2 separate regions of the Sus scrofa genome follow, and region 2 is linked to region 1. Evidence: chromatin contacts called from public HiChIP or PLAC-seq data. All regions are on one chromosome and are shown on one strand. Each heading gives the region's core, a stretch centred on a gene start, on an enhancer-like site or on the middle of the called end of the contact. The rest is flanking DNA. Distances are from core to core; before and after follow the strand shown. Region 1 overlaps LHFPL3 (lipoma HMGIC fusion partner-like 3 protein). Region 2 overlaps KMT2E (histone-lysine N-methyltransferase 2E).

Region 1 (3,815 bases), core at 603-3,102:
GAAGTGGTCTGGGAGCAACGAAGACAAGCAAGGGACTCTTAGTCCCTTTCAGCTTTAATCTAGACTGGGCAACTGGGTAGCTTTGCATTAAAAAATAAAACTGAGTAGCAAATAAAATAGAAGCCTCAGTTGTGATCATCTCTGGGATACAGAGGAAAGGACAGCAGCTAGGTCCTTTTCCATCAGTACATTCTGCAGTTGGATAATCTTGAAGCACTGAGTGCTGTGAGGGTGGGGGCATCTGAGAGGACTCTCCCCCATACAATTTCTCTCTGAACATTCCCTCCATCTCCCATTCTTCCTCCTTTGCCTTCTCTTCCTCCTCTTTTTCCTCCTCTTCATCAGTCGCCCAGCCTGGGGCTGAATTTTCAAGTGGTTCTAGGGCAGAGGAAGGCTTCCCCTGACGCATGGGTCACAGGCAAGGTCATTTTTCTTTAAACATCCATCCCAGATGGTTCACTAATTGGACATTCATTAAGGTTTGCAAAATGTCAGAATGTAAATTCTCCTGAAAGGGGAGTTTATTTGTTCTTCACAGTTCAGTGTGAATTACTTTAATCAGATAATCAGCTAATTTCCCTCCTAACAGCTGGTTGAGATCAATCTGTACCATATTCTCTATTAAAAATAAAAACTGGAGTTCCCGTCGTGGCGCAGTGGTTAACGAATCCGACTAGGAACCATGCGGTTGCGGGTTCGATCCGTGCCCTTGCTCAGTGGGTTAACGATCCGGCGTTGCCGTGAGCTGTGGTGTAGGTTGCAGACGCGGCTCGGATCCAGCGTTGCTGTGGCTCTGGCGTAGGCCTGTGGCTACAGTTCCGATTCGACCCCTAGCCTGGGAACCTCCATATGCCGTGGGAGCGGCCCAAGAAATGGCAAAAAGACAAAAAAAAAAAAAAAAAAACTCACTAGGAATATGGCAGAGATTCTCAAGCCTGATCACACATGAGCCTGACTTAGGAAGGTCATTAAAATGCAGAGTCTGAGGTTCCATCCTCAGAAACCCTCACTTCATGGGTCCAGATGATTCTGTTGCAGGTGGCTCTTGAACCATACAGGGAAATACTGGAGTGGAGAGAATTGCACAGGTATTTGGGGATCACAGAGTATTTCTGTGGGAAATGTGCTTGGCAAACTGCCAGAATGAAGACTTCTGGGAGTTCCCGTGGTGACTCAGTGGTTAACGAATCTCACTAGGAACCATGAGGTTGAGGGTTCAATCCCTGGCCTTGCTCAGTGGGTTCAGTATCTAGCGTTGCTGTGAGCTGTGGTGTAGGTTGCAGACGCAGCTCCCTCCATATGCTGTGGGAGCGGCCCAAGAAATGGCAAACAAACAAACAAACAAACAAAAAATTTCTGAACTGACCAAGAATAGGTTAAGTCTCAGGGGGGACCCTGAAGAAGGAGAAAGGAAGGGGAAAAGAGACCCCAGAATGAAAAAGAATGGAAGGAAGCTCATGCCTTCTCTGCGATGTTGTTAGCACCCAAACCTACCCTAGCATTCCCAGGATGTGCTTTGGAACTGAGCAACAGGCACGGGATTAGGTATTAAGCACTTTCCAGACACTGTCTCGTTTAATTCTCATCACCAGCCTCTGAGGGCAGTATTTGCTAATCCCCGTTTGTGGATTAAAGAGGTTGCAAAGGTTTTAAGTGGGAGAGCCTAGATCTGAAACCCTTGTCTGTCTGACTGCCAATTTGCGCGTTTACCCACTGGGTCACATTGCTGAAAGGCGCGGTCTGGGCATGGGAGCTCAGAGGGGAGCCTGTGACGATCTCCCAGATGCTTAGAAGTGCCAAGAACTCAACGGGGAGCATACCTTCCTCGGGGATGGGCTTGTTTTGGTGCCCCCTGGTGGCCGCTAACCTGTTGTCCTGAGAAGTGGCGGGGAGAAACTTCACTGAACTGAGTCTGGCTTCCCAGGACGCAAAAAATGATTCTTAAAATAGGGCCCTTCTCACCTGATCAAACACGCAAGTCCTTGACTCCCTGTATCTAAGCCTTTCCAGGGAACTCGCGTTAGACCTACATCCCTCATCTTCTGCCGAAGTGGCACATGACACACTAATTTCCAAATTACAAGCCACGACCTTTTAACCTGAGCACACACTGTCCCTCCAATCATTTAGGCCCAGAGAATCGGCTTCATTTTCATTAATCAGTAAGGAAAAGATCCCCTGGCTTCTCTACTCTACTAGGCCTGCTTCTATTTTTAACAGCTTGTCAGCCAAAGTACTAGAGGGCTAAAAATAAACTCACATATAACACAATTCTTCAGGTACTCATCTGCCAGGAGCAAGCTTAATTTAAGCTTAATACAAGATGAAATACCTTTAAGAAACACATTATTTCATGTAACTATTTATTAATATCTTTTTTAAAACAGTCCTCCGGTATGAACCCTTTGCTATAGACCTTGGTAATGAGAGGCAGAAGGCTGTGAGAAGAGATTTCTTCAGAATTACTTGGTCATAGTCCTGGCCAATTATAAAATGCTTTAGGAGCTCTTATCCTTAACTTCAAACTCCATCAGTCTCCCTTTGATTTTTTTTTTTTTTCTCTTTTTTGTCTTTTGTTGTTGCTATTTCTTGGGCCGCTCCCGCGGCATATGGAGGTTCCCAGGCTAGGGGTTGAATCGGAGCTGTAGCCACCGGCCTACGCCAGAGCCACAGCAACGCGGGATCCGAGCCGCGTTTGCAACCTACACCACAGCTCATGGCAACGCCGGATCGTTAACCCACTGAGCAAGCGCAGGGATCGAACCCGCAACCTCATGGTTCCTAGTCGGATTCGTTAACCACTGCGCCACGACGGGAACTCCTCCCTTTGATTTTTAATCTTAACTCTAGATCTCGGCTTCAACTTGATGTAGGTGAATTGGGTCATCTTGAAAAACTAGGGAGATTTAGCAAATAAAAATATATGATGCCTAAATTTCAGATAAACATCGAATGGCTTTTTAGTATAAGTCTGTCCCGAAGATTGTGTAGTTGGCCTAGGACTTCCCTGGTTTTAGCACTGAAAGTTTTATGTTTGGAAATGCCCTCAGTCCCAGGCAAATGAGGACAGTTAGCTGCTGTAAATACAACGTAAATCATCCACAGCTCTTGCAGATTTACCATCCCCTGAGAAGTTCTATAGAAGAGAGTTTTTTTTTTTTTAGTAACAGTTTTATTGGGATGTAATTCACATACCATAAAATACCTCTTAAAGTGCACAAATTATTGATTTTTTAGTATATTCATAGAGTTGTGCAACCAGCACTAATTGAAGAATATTTCCATCACCAGCGTGCCCCCATTTTCCCCTCCCTCTGGCCTTTGGAAAATATTCATCTATGTTCTATCTTTCCGGATTTGCCTATTCAGGGCATTTCCTATGACTGAAACCATGCAACATGTGGTCCATTAAGCATAACATTTTCAAGATTGATCCATGTTACAGCATGACTCAGTACTTCATCCCTTTTTATTGCCAAATAGCGCTCCACTGTATGGATATACCACATTTTGTTTATTCATTCTCCAGCTGATAATTACTTGTTCCTGCCTTTTGGCTATTCTGAAAAATGTTGCTCTAAACATTCTTGTACATGTTTTTGTGTGGAAGTATGTTTTCATTTCTCCTAAGTATTTATTCTGAGGAGTAGAATTGCTGGGTGATAGAATAACTGTTTAACTTTCTGAGGAATTTTCCAAACTGTTTTCCAAAGTGTCTGCACCATTTTACATTCCCATCAGCAAGCTAGGAAAGTTTCAGTTTCTCCATATCTTGGCTAACACTTGTATTTTTGATCACAGGCATCATAATGGGT
Region 2 (4,105 bases), core at 103-2,602, 160 kb before region 1:
TCCCTTATGGCAGAGTGGGTTAAGGATCTGGCACTGTCACTGCAGTGGCCTGTGTTACTGCTACATTACAGGTTTAAACCCTCGCCTAGGAACTTCCTATGCTGAAGGTGTGGCCAAAAAAAAAAAAAAAAAAATCAAAAAATGTTTAGTACAGAGCCTGATGTATAAGTGCTAAATAAGTGGTAATTATACAAATTACCATATAACTTAGAATCAACAATAAATAGTGTAATTCTACCTACCATCTTTTTATAGAGAAGGTAAAGAATTGTAACACTGAACTATTAATATCATAAAAAGCTAAATGATAATAATAATATAAAAATTTCTAGGAAATTCCTCTTACAGAATTTTAAATCCCTTGAATAAAAATTAGATCAATGAAAAAAAATTTAACTACAAATTACATACCTAATTATTTAGCTAGTATGAAACGATTCTGCTTTTTTAATATTCAGTTTTAGGCACAATACCAAACACATCAACTTTCAACCTCTAGATATAAAAAAACAGAGAGATACAGATCTATACATAGAAATAAAAGAATACCCTTCAAGAGAAACATTTGACACTTACCGCATAAGGCAAACCAATGTAACTGTGTGAATGATGCGAGCTGCTGGTATATAACTGGTGGGGATAACTGTTGGATTTCTCAACTACCACAGGGCTAGCTTCTACGGATTCTGGTCTGGAGGGAAAAAAGTTGCATCAAAGAAAATTCCATTTACTTTTATCAATTTAAAATTATAATTTTATAATTATTGGCTATTCAAAAAAAATGTCTTTAAAATGTCTAAAACACAGATATCTTGTGGATGTGATATATCCTATCTAGAGCCCATGTCATAAGCATTCCAAAAAAAAAAAAAAACACTTTTGCTTAAAGTACAATAAATGTCCCAAGTTTAAGTTCAAATATAGTTTCCTTGTCATTAAAAATATTATTAGAGGTTAAGCATTATTTAATATACTCAGTGTCATAAAGGACACTATGCAGAGGGGGTAAAGTAGGGAGAAATAATTTAAAGAAGGTTTAATCTATATGTATCACAATTTGAATGTGAAGTATTTATTTCACTGTTCAAAGCTTTATGCATGTGTTAGTGTGTCAAGACATAACAAAGCCTTGGAAATAGCAGAAATGTTAAGGAAGAGAAAATCTCATAATAATCCATAGTTTGCTCATGAAAAAGCACAAATAGCCCATAGAGTAAATCAGCAGTTCTGGCCTGATAATGGCTAAATGATAATGATGACCTAACCAACCAATGAAAAAACAGGGAGTAACAACTCACCCACTGTGGGTGACTTACAAGTTCCCTGGCCTAGCATTTTACACCCTTCACTTTCCCAATTTCCTCATTTAATATCAATCCTCCTGAGCCCTAGGCTGGTAATTCTTACTGATCGGTGTGGTAGTAAATCTACTTCTGAGGGCAATTCACACTAAAATTAATGTCTCCCTTGCATACACAACAACACAACTTGTTTCTGTACCTTTATTCTTATCAAAGCCACCATTTAAGATGACTTTCTCATAATAACCCTTGTACTTCCTCTTATTTAAAACCCTCCATTAGAATTTAGTATTATTTGCACTCTTCATGGTTTAAATGCTTCTTAATGTAATTACATTCTAATTAGTCAAATTTCTATTGTCAACTACTTCTTGATATACTGTTCGCCCCTTCACCCATTCCCTTCACAAAGTCTCAATTTAGCTCTAAGTGACTGGTGCTTGGGATCCAGAGGCTAGAATCAGTACAGGGAGGAGACATAACTGAGGTCAAGTGATTCTGAAGGATAATGCAAGTCTCCGATACGTTCTGAATATTCTGAAAACCATTACTAATGTAATGTCAATGATGTTATGTTAAAAATTGCTTATTCTTTTTTTAAAAAAGGAATGTTTCTTAATTCCAAAATTAATACATGCTCATTATACAAAATTCAAAACAGAAGTACCTAAGAATGTGAAAGACCTGTCTTCATCCAAACCATGTTAAGATGCTATGTATCCACCTTTAAATTTTTCTATCCATAAAAATATCTAAGTTGTTTTATTTGCTTGTTTTTCTTTTTTGGCCACCCCATGGCATACAGAGTTTCTGGGCCAGGGATCAGATAGATTCAAGCTGCAGTTGCAATATGAGCTGCAGGTGTGACAACCCTGGATCCTTAACCCACTGTACAGACCGGGGATTGAACATACATCTCAGTACTCCCAAGATGCAGCCAATCCCATCGTGCCACAACAGTAACTCTTAACTCTTGTTTTTTAAGTGAGAATATACACTACATATTCACAATTTACTTTTTCCCATCCTTCAGTGTCAGTACAATATGTAGCTTATTTTCGGTAATAACTGCTTATTTCATTATATAATGTACCGTAGCTTATTTAACAAATTCCCTATTGTTGGATATTTAAATTTTTTCTTTTTTTTTTTCAGTGTTAAAGGTATCGTTGCAGTTGTACACACTTCTATACATTATTTTCTGCATCCATGGTAGTATTTCTACTACATGGATTCCTTGAAGCAGAATTGCTGAACAAAAGGGTAAAATAGATAGATGCTGCCAGACTACCTTTGATTACAATATTAATTCTTTTAAAATTCTTTTAAAAAAAAAAAAGGTAGTAAGTGCAGTTTTAGCAATTTGCGATCTACAGTATTAATATTAAAGCAACATATAGGAATTATGGCCAGAAAAGATTCACTTTCATGGCAAACAATTTATATTTTAGAGTAGATAATGGTTGAGAAATTAAAAAAAAAAAAAAAATTCAGTGCAAAGGCAGGTTAAGTTCCAGCATGTAAACAAGCCATAGATCCTTTATATAACCTCATGATTCAAATGAAAGCTATTAAGTACTAGCAAGCTGGCAATGCAAAAAAGCAGAAATACTTTATCAAGATCCTCATCATTTCTAATGATGCTACTTACTAAAAATAATTTTAAAAAGAAGGTAACAATTGTTTAAAAAAATTGGTTGATACATTTTAAGGACTTTTCTAAACCGTAAGATAGTATTTAATTAAAAAAAAAAAAAAGTAACAGGACACCAGACATGTCTCCTAAAAAATCTTATAGTGCTAAAACATCCTTAAAGCACACAGTAAATCTGAAAACAACTTTGTGACAAATACCAAAAGTAAAACATCTTTTAGATCCAGTAATCCCATTTTTGGTAAGAAAGTAATTCCCACTAAATAATGACGGTCTTTTACTACTACTCATAAACTAGATATGAGTAGAAATCACTTAAATGTCCGATCAATAGATGATAAACCAAATCTTAACAAACCTACCATATTTCATATTTACATATGGACAAGAGCATGGCAAGAACTCACAGTAACAAAAATCACTACATTAAGGTCATAGGAGTTTTCTCAAAATCTCTTGGGCCATTATCGTAAAGCTTTAAAAAAAATTTTAGGAGTCCCCGTAGTAGCTCAGTGGAAATGAATCTGGCTAGGATGCATGAAGACACAGGACTGATCCCTGGCCTCGCTCAGTGGGGTTAAGGATCCAGCAGTGCCACAAGCTATGGTGTAGGTCACAGACGCAGCTTGGATCCCACATTGCTGTAGTTGTGGTGTAGGCCAGCAGCCAATGGCTCTGATTCGACCCCTAGCCTGGGAACGTCCATATGCCGTGGGTGCAGTCGTAAAAAGCAAAATAAAATAAATAAAATAAATTTTTAAAAATGTCTTAACTTCAGTTAAAGAGATAATATGCATTATTAAGTTTCTGTGTAAACAGTTGCTACGTATCCTGTTTAGCCAGTTTATATACTCACATAAATACTGAGTTAATACACAAGTATAACAATTATCATTAAGAAACTACATTAGTATAATATTACAATAAATAATTATGTATCAAAACATAAACCACAATGCTGTGTTCAGACCACAAATGAAACTTTCCTTACATAATTTTGATGTCACTTTTCTTTCTTTTTTATTATTTTTTCTTTTTATGGCTGCACGAATGGAATATGGAAGTTCCTGGGCTAAGGACTGAATTGGAGCTGCAGCTGAGGCCCATGCCACAGGCATGGCAACACCAGATCCAAGATGCATCTGTGACC

The links. HiChIP or PLAC-seq counts read pairs in DNA pulled down with a chosen protein or histone mark.
Region 2: an H3K27ac HiChIP or PLAC-seq map of alveolar macrophages shows a contact between it and region 1. The contact joins two enhancer-like sites. A contact is called at or near these places in 12 of 47 Hi-C or Micro-C datasets (alveolar macrophages, blood, embryonic fibroblasts and 6 more) and 1 of 2 datasets of contacts at active chromatin or transcription factors (alveolar macrophages).

The regions. Positions count from the first base shown.
Region 1 is chr9:104,801,933-104,805,747 of Sscrofa11.1, reverse strand. All of the region lies in intron 3 of LHFPL3 (lipoma HMGIC fusion partner-like 3 protein), which reads right to left. Among named protein-coding and RNA genes, the nearest start is that of KMT2E, 72 kb to the left of the region's middle. Within about 2 kb of position 1,852, at least 8 of the 83 cell types and tissues checked have an H3K27ac peak or open chromatin away from gene starts, as enhancers often do. A contact at or near this core is called in alveolar macrophages, where this site is marked.
Region 2 is chr9:104,956,603-104,960,707 of Sscrofa11.1, reverse strand. KMT2E (histone-lysine N-methyltransferase 2E) reads right to left here. Exons shown (of 26, transcript XM_021102573.1): 3 at 577-691. Among named protein-coding and RNA genes, the nearest start is that of TRNAD-GUC, 41 kb to the right of the region's middle. Within about 2 kb of position 1,352, at least 1 of the 83 cell types and tissues checked has an H3K27ac peak or open chromatin away from gene starts, as enhancers often do. A contact at or near this core is called in alveolar macrophages, where this site is marked.